3 separate regions of the Danio rerio genome follow, and all the other regions are linked to region 2. A link is a contact called in public HiChIP or PLAC-seq and Micro-C data. All regions are on one chromosome and are shown on one strand. The core of a region is the stretch at or near the end of the contact, and the rest is flanking DNA. Distances in the headings are between cores, read along the strand shown. Region 1 holds the start of auh (AU RNA binding protein/enoyl-CoA hydratase). Region 2 holds the start of ror2 (receptor tyrosine kinase-like orphan receptor 2). Region 3 overlaps LOC141376294 (a long non-coding RNA gene).

Region 1 (2,700 bases), core at 58-2,557, 150 kb before region 2:
CCAAATAGAGTGTATTTAATTGGATTTGCATTTTAAATACTAAATAAAAGTTTAAAAGATATTATTTTTAATTACACATATTAAGGTTTTAGTTATGATACTCCTAAAATATTTATGCAGAAATCTGCAGATTTTTACCAAAATTCTCAGCAGAGATAGAAAAAAAAATTGCTGATTCCATCTGGCCCTACATGACACTTAATGAAAACATTGAATAAGACTTTATTTCAAGCCTTTTCTGAAATATTATATGCCAATTACTTATATAGGGTATTGTGTAAATCTCAACATTTTGATTTTAAATCAGAACCACAATTTTGTTTGTGTTTCAAAAAGACAAAGGTATAAGATTGTGCACTTAACCACATTCAATCGACTAAGAGCTGCAACGCCATTGAAACTTTACATTGGCATAAAAACCATGTCTGTATTTTTTATGATTCACAAATTATTGGTATAAAACAGTTTCATGAAGGAAATTAGTAGATTGGAACCTGACTGTTATATTAAATTAAGAAGTCAGATTGCAAAAATACTCACCATGGAAACAAGATTTTTGCTGATGGCATTTTTAGCTTCAGGGCGATTAATCCCCATAACAACAATCCCTATAAACACAAGAAGAGTTATTCTACAAATAATTATTATTCAAAATGTGCAAGTAAATAAAAAACATAATGGAAAATTCATAATAAATGCCGAGTTATATCATAATAAATGCAAAACTGGAAAAGACTCTGAAAGTGGCAAGTTAAAAATATTTATCACTATATATATATATATATCACTAAAATTCTGTGACTTGGTAATGTTAATGACCAGATTATAGATTCTAAAGTCAAGCTATTAAAGTCAAATGACTGACTGTTTTGGAGTAATGGGGTTTTGGAACTCTTGAATTATGGGTTAACGTTAACAGGGAAGACGTTCACACACTGTTTTGAAGTGAGCGAGGTGACACACACACACGTCACTCTCAATAATCCCATACAAAAACTCAGTGATCAGTAACTTCGTCTTGTCTTCTACCTGAATCATCACCGTCCAGGTATCTAACGATAAGGTCATCTCCAGAATTAACTTCAGAGCTGTACAGTCGCACACCTCCGCTGAACGCACGATGCACACAAGGCAACCTTTTAGGAAGACATGTTTGCAAAACACTGTCCGATCTGTAAACGCCGTTGGAAATGTTTATTTGAGAGCGACAAAGCTGAAAAAGCGCTCTACACCTCACTATAGCCGCCATGCTGCAGCCTTCCCTGACTTTCAACTCTGAACTGCGAGTGACGTAGTGCTCGTGTCACGTGACTGGTGTCTCAGCGGCGGGATTTCTCCTCAGAAAAAAAGAAAAGGATTTGCTGGTCATGAACTTCATTCTATATGTAAAATGGTATATATTTATAATTATATGTATATATTAAAAATATATATGTACGCCATTAGGCATTTAATTTAATTAATTAGCAGGCGCTTTATCCAAGTCGGCTTGCTAATTAGAAATTCATATTCTAAGTTTAGTGGAAGTTATAAGAGTACACTATAATAACATTTCCTCGTTTTTGTGAACAGTGGATAAGCTTAAGGTAAAAATACTACCCAGGCTGTTATATGTAGGTAGGACCCGCTAAACATTGTGTAGGTAGTAGGGCTACAAATAATATATTGGTTTAGCATTGATTTTGCAATGTGTTTATTCACAATAGTCACATAGCAGCATATGCAATGTTGAAATTGTACCGTCTGAATATGCAATATTGATTATTTTATTGAGTTACTTATACAGTGAAGACTACGCTGTAATATTTGTAATATCATTTGAGTTTTCAATTAGGCTACTGTTTACCTGAGTAAGTTACTGTTAAACTCCTAGAAAAACAATAAAACATTGCGTATTTAATTTGTAGCTTTTTCCTTATTGCTTTTTCTATGCTTACAGATAATGATAAAGTTGTGATTTATGCAATCTAAAATTATAGATGTTCAAGTCATCTGGTGGAATTGAATGTATATTGAACTATAAGTCGCATAATAACAAAATATCGCAATGTTAGTTTCTTCCGATATCGTGCAGCCCTACTGTGTGCATTACCTCTGATTTAAATGTACATTGTTGCATTCAATTATATAGATTACTCGTTGTTAGAAACTTAAAACATTAATTTATTCATTTTCTTATCGGCTTAGTTCCTTTATTAATCCGGGGTCGCCACAGCGGAATGAACTGCCAACTTATCCAGCAAGTTTTTACGCTGCGGATGCCTTTCCAGCTGCAACCCATCTCTGGGAAACATCCACACACACATACACTACGGACAATTTAGCCTACCCAATTCACCTGTACCGCATGTCTTTGGACTGTGGGGGAAACCGGAGCACCCGGAGGAAACCCACGCAAAGGCAGGGAAAACATGCAAACTCCACACAGAAACGCCAACTGAGCTGAGATTCGAACCAGCGACCTTCTTGCTGTGAGGTGACAGCACTACCTACTGCGCCACTGCCTCACCCAAACTTAAAGCAACGAAAAATCAATATTTTTTGTAGTTAAATCACGGTACAAATTAGCCATGCTTTTAATATGCTAAAACCTAACCATGATGTTTAGCAAAATTTCAGTTATACACATGATAATCAATATTAGGCATGGGACGATTTTTGACGATTTTTTTTTACATTTTGTTTTAAGTTTTTTAGGAC
Region 2 (2,700 bases), core at 201-2,700:
TTTTACCTCAATGAGAACTGATCAAATGAACTGAATCCACTTCTGTTGCAGTGTGAATACTAGTGTATTCATTGAATAGTCATATTTAGATGAAACACTCTCCCGTTCTTAAAATAAATAAATAAATAAATATTTACCTGAATGATGTTTAAACACAAACCTCAATTAATGAAAAGCATTAATACTTTACACTCGTTTCAATGTGAACGTCAATGTGAACTCTCATTTATAGGCCACGTATAAACGCTCTCACAACTCCAAAAAGATGGACAGAAAAGAAAAATGAATTTTAACTTAAATGAAAATGATCTGTTGTGAAATAAATGAGAAATCATCTTGATTGGGAAAAAAGTAATAACTTTTAGATTGAACATCAGAGAGTGAAGGCTTAGTTATTATACTGTATAGGAGTATGATAATGAATCCTCTCACATTAGCAAAAACACATTTTAAAAAAGAAGACGGCTTTTACATATAAATCTCTTTAATCATGTTGGTTTTAAAAGATTTAATGAGCAAAACAGTTCGGTTTTAATGTGCACATCTGTGTTAAAATTGAGGTAAAGTTGGATTTATATCCTCACATTTGTTCAGTGACATGCACCCTACATTATTCACCGTGGTACTTTGAAAATTCGGTCTGAAATCTCATGCAAGTCAAGTAGGCAATGACTTGAAAATAACATTAGCAATATTTATTTGCCTGTGAACAAAGTTGTACTTTGATAGTCATTGGCTGCTAATATGATTTCACTATTTTTGTATTAAGGAGAAAATCCAAATGTGTGAATATAAAACCAACTTTACCTCAGTCGTGTGAAATATTTCGCTGTAACAATTAAACACTGTTTCAAAAACACTGAACTAGAAAGCTAAATTTCTAGATTCATATTTAGGTTATCCATCATAATAAATCCTCTCATGTTTTTAAACAATAATAAACAAAAGTACAAATATTTTAGCGTGAATTCAAATACATTCATTTATTTACAAATATATAGCTCTAAATTAAGGTGAAACTCAATTTTAGCGGTGCTTGAAGTTATTTCTGTGAGCATAAAACAACCAAACATTTAAAACGCGTTTAAATAAAGCTCAGATAATCACAAATTGGTGTAAAATCCTTACCTGCATATGCAAAAGTTGCAAAGAAGATGAATGTGGCCACCAGATGAGCTCCAGTTGTAATCCTCAATATATGATACATCCTTACAGGGAACATTCCTCTGATGCAGCTGGATTTGGGAATCAGTGTAACAACTTCCAAACTCTCCACAAGTGATAACTGAGTGAGTGTGTGCGTGCGGACGAAACGCGCTTCCCCCAAAGTCTCAAGTGTGCACTGAATGAAACTCTTTTTGGTGGTTCGTTTGCAAAACAAAAACGCGTTTCATCCCGCTCAGCCGTAAAGGTGTTCGTCGACCGCCGTTGATCCCGTTCAAGTGTTCCCAAACGTATCCTAATAGGAAAAGTGAGCAAGTAACTCCAACTCCTCGTGACGTAGGAAGGATACATCCCAAGGGAGGGAAACGAATTTGCGAATCCTACTACGACGAAGGCGGAGCTCATGAATGTGTAATAAAGTCATTTTACATTCAATTAGCTAAGCCCGGGTGTCCAAACTCGGTCCTGGAGGGCTGGTGTCCTGCAGATTTTAGCTCCAACTTGCCTCAACTCACTTGCAATGATGTTTCTAGAAAGCATAGTAAGAGCTTGATTATCTAGCCCAGGTGTGTTTGATTGGGGTTGGAAATAAACTTTGCAGGACACCGGCCCTCGGACACTCCTGAGCTAAGCTAAATGCAAACGTTGATTGGCTCATGAATATTAATGAGGTCACGTGTCACAACGCTACAGGAAAGTAAGCGTGAGTTTCTTACCATAGTAGGTTTAGTAACTCAAAGTTTTTGATATCCTTGAAAAAACACGACACCTACTGGGGAAGAGACTCTTGGAAAAGGTAGATTTATTCTGTCTGGCCATGTTAAATTGATCAAAATTGATGCTATGTTTTGTTCTGATTCGTGCGGTTCATCTTTAAATCACGGCGAAAAATTTGCACCCACAAAAATACTAAGCAGGAAAACTGTTTTCTGTTCACTGACAAGAAATTAATTCATTTTCTTTTCAGCATAATCTGGGGTCGCCACAGCAAAATGAACCGCCAACTTAAAACCGGGAAATATCCATACACTCTCATTCACACACATACACAACAGACAATTTAGCCTACCCAATTTACCTGTACTGATGTCTTTGAACTTTTTGAGGTGAACAGAAACACCCGCAGGAATCACGGGGAGAACATGCAAACTCCACACAGAAATGACAACTGACCCAGCCAAGGCTCGAACCAGCAATCTGCTTACTGTGAGGCGAGCGTGCTACCCACTGCACCTTACAGACTGGGAATTAGTTATATAAAAATGTGTATATTTGAATATGAATAAAGACTCGAAGAAGAAAATCCCCTCAGATGTATTCAGAGGCCAAAACTAAACAAAACTCTGCAGTTTGATATTTATAATAATTTTATTAGACTAACATCAAATGCAAATTAATAAATTGATGCAATGCTATAAACTGATGCTTAAGAAATAAGTTTGAGATATTTAATTTTTATTCACATTGACATGGTTTTAGTATGCTTGAATAATCAATAAAAAACCTAAGTTGCTTCATTTGCAAATATGTTAATTG
Region 3 (2,727 bases), core at 65-2,564, 240 kb before region 2:
TTGAGGCTGTAATTGCTGTAATTGTTTTTGGTGTCTAATGCAGGATTTTATTTTTTGCACATTTCTACTTTTTTAGCGTGTTATTTACAGAGGTTATAGAGGGTTTATAACAATCCTATAGGCACAGCAAATATTTTACATCACAATTTCCCTCCCACCACACCATCCCCAAACAAAATTGCCTGAAACGCTGATTTGCCTGGATTTTGGGATGTTTTTAACAGCTGATGTTTAATTATTGACTAGTTTTCTGGTCCAAACATAAGTTTATGCATAAGCTCACAGAATGCTTGGAAATCATCAGACAAAACAAATTCAGGCGAAAGCAGTGTTGGGTAACATGAAATTGTATTTAAATGACTTTTGACTAAGGTATTTACTCAATAATTATATACATTACTTGACTAAATGCTAATCTGCATAAATCTCAGTACGTAATATAAATTAAACTCTTAATTACCTTTTTTATTGTTTTTAAAGCAGGCGAAAGCACAAGAAATTGAGTTAATGTGCAGAATATCTAAATAACTCAAAATATTTACAATTACTGCTACTCTGAGTTTATACCTTGTCATCATGAACTATTTTCTCAATTCTTTTCTTATGCATATGCAGTTGTCTTGATGAATAATTAACGTTCTTTAGTTAAAATAATAGAATGATTCTGCAAACTATATACTGCTCTGAATATTGCTGCCTCTCTGAATTGATTTATATAGAACTACTCAATTTATTTAAAATATTTAAGGCAAGTATATTATAAGTAACTAATTAAATTACATAAAAACGAAGAGTAATCCCTTTTACTTTTTCAGCGGAAAAGTAATTAAACTACTTTTTACTCCACACTGGGCAAACTTTTGTCTTGTTTCTTTTAAGAACTTGAAACTTTTAAGTTATGATTGAATGTTTCAGATCTAAGCCCACTAGTGTGTGCACTAAAAAAAGAACACTACAAATTCAAGGTAACATTGAGTCTTGTCCAGGATCGTTTTTGAATTAAAACAAAAGCATCAATACTATTCTTTAGCACAAGGGGGCGTACTAACAGAATAAAACAGCGTGGTCGTCCTCAAGTTGCTGTGACCTTTTTCCAGACCTGCATTCTGACACATAGAGGGTTTTTGTAGGTCGATAGCGATGGTTTTGAGATTTTGAGAAATGCATTATGAATGATTTACACAAGAATATGATGGGTTATAAATCATAAAAGAATTGGAACACTCTGTTCATATAATTACAGCCCCATGGCATGATTCACAGGTCTTTAATGCAGACTGTTGCTGTTCTTTCAGTCATATAATCGTTTGCTGGATTACCGTAACACTTATGCAATATTGTCAGCATATGCTTATAAAAGGGAAAACCTGTTTAGGTTGTCTAACATCAATTGAAGAAAAAAACATTGTGACTCAAAATCCTGAGTAAAATTTACATATCACAATTTGGAAGAAAACAAAAGTGTGGAAGGTTACAACATTCCAAATCTTTTGTGTTTATATCTCATAATTCGGTCACACTTCATTTTTGATGGTCCCTTTTATTAAATTCAAGTTACATTGCATCTACAGATTATAAGTAGACTGTTGTGGTTAAGGCTGATTTATACTTCTGCGTCAAGCGCACGCGTATGCTACGGCGCTGACGCATAGCCCTATGCCGTGGCCGTCGGCGTCGCTGACGTGCACCTCTCAAATAATGTAACTACACGTCGGAATGACGCATATTGCAAGCTCTGTGATTGGTCGGCTTGGTATCGCAGACGATGTCTGGGCGGGACCGAAAGCCATGCAAGCTCAATGGAGCGATTGTTTACAAGTATGGGGTCCCGCAAAGGAGCTCCTGATGGAAAGTTTTGTTTTGTGTTTACCTCATAGTTAAAGTTGTTGCACGTCCGCCGGTTCCTGCCTCAAAATGAGCGAGTTTGAGCCACTTATACATCCAGGAAGTGTTCAGAAAGAACAAAACACAGGCGAAGAAACTCGACACAGAGGAACATTTACACCTCACTGCCAATTAGCGTTTTAGGAAGTGTTAATGCAGACCGACAGAGACAGCGCGCAGAAGTATAAATGCACAGCCACGCGCGTTGCATGCGCCGTTGGTTACGCCGGTCACTTGATGCAGAAGTATAAACCAGGCTTTAGGGTTAGTTGACATGTACTTGCAGAGTTTCTTATAGTCAGTTAGTCTAATGCCTAGTTCAGACTGCGTGATTTCAGCCCCGATATTGGCTCGCCGACAGGTTTTTAGAAATCGCCGACAAATGCTTGAAATCACAGGCAAATCGTTGCTCGTGCACGTGAGTGACAATCACACTGTGTGAACTATCAAAGACGCGATCTGAGAGAATCGCCGATGAGTCGCCGATGCCTGTGAGATATTTGGCGTGCTGAATATCTGGAGCTGTCGGCGATTCAAATCATGCCGTGTGAATTGAGTTTTGACTGAAAATAACATCAGCCATCGCCTACAGCCAATGAGACAGCAGCATTCACTTGTGTGTGTGTGTGTGTATGTATACCTGCTGCAGACCAGCGGGAGGCTGGGGGAGAAGTTAAAAGCGCTCTTTTTCGGTTTATTTGGACCCACGAATTGAAGAAAAAACTAAAAAAAACGTGTCTGTTTGACGTTTCATAAAGAAAGAAATTAGTTAATTAGCAACATGAGGAGAAATGGCTAATTCCCTTTAAACCCAGGTGAGCAAACATGTACATGTTCCACCCC

What was found. A called contact is a pair of places that touch in the nucleus more often than the background predicts. HiChIP or PLAC-seq counts read pairs in DNA pulled down with a chosen protein or histone mark.
Region 1: a contact with region 2 is called in an H3K4me3 HiChIP or PLAC-seq map of gastrula embryo, with 5 times the contacts expected there. The contact joins the promoter of auh here to the promoter of ror2 in region 2. A contact is called at or near these places in 2 of 4 datasets of contacts at active chromatin or transcription factors (caudal fin and gastrula embryo).
Region 3: a contact with region 2 is called in a Micro-C map of caudal fin, with 7 times the contacts expected there. The contact joins the enhancer-like site here to the promoter of ror2 in region 2. A contact is called at or near these places in 2 of 18 Hi-C or Micro-C datasets (caudal fin and an unstated tissue).

The regions. Positions count from the first base shown.
Region 1 is chr10:5,894,558-5,897,257 of GRCz12tu, reverse strand. It overlaps auh (AU RNA binding protein/enoyl-CoA hydratase), which reads right to left and starts at 1,307. Exons shown (of 10, transcript NM_001003576.2): 1 at 1,030-1,307; 2 at 541-608. The coding sequence starts at 1,249.
Region 2 is chr10:5,739,962-5,742,661 of GRCz12tu, reverse strand. It overlaps ror2 (receptor tyrosine kinase-like orphan receptor 2), which reads right to left and starts at 1,450. Exons shown (of 9, transcript XM_021472213.3): 1 at 1,129-1,450. The coding sequence starts at 1,222.
Region 3 is chr10:5,980,713-5,983,439 of GRCz12tu, reverse strand. The region is part of intron 4 of LOC141376294 (a long non-coding RNA gene); the gene reads left to right. Among named protein-coding and RNA genes, the nearest start is that of syk, 74 kb to the left of the region's middle. Within about 2 kb of position 1,314, at least 4 of the 62 cell types and tissues checked have an H3K27ac peak or open chromatin away from gene starts, as enhancers often do. A contact at or near this core is called in caudal fin, where this site is marked.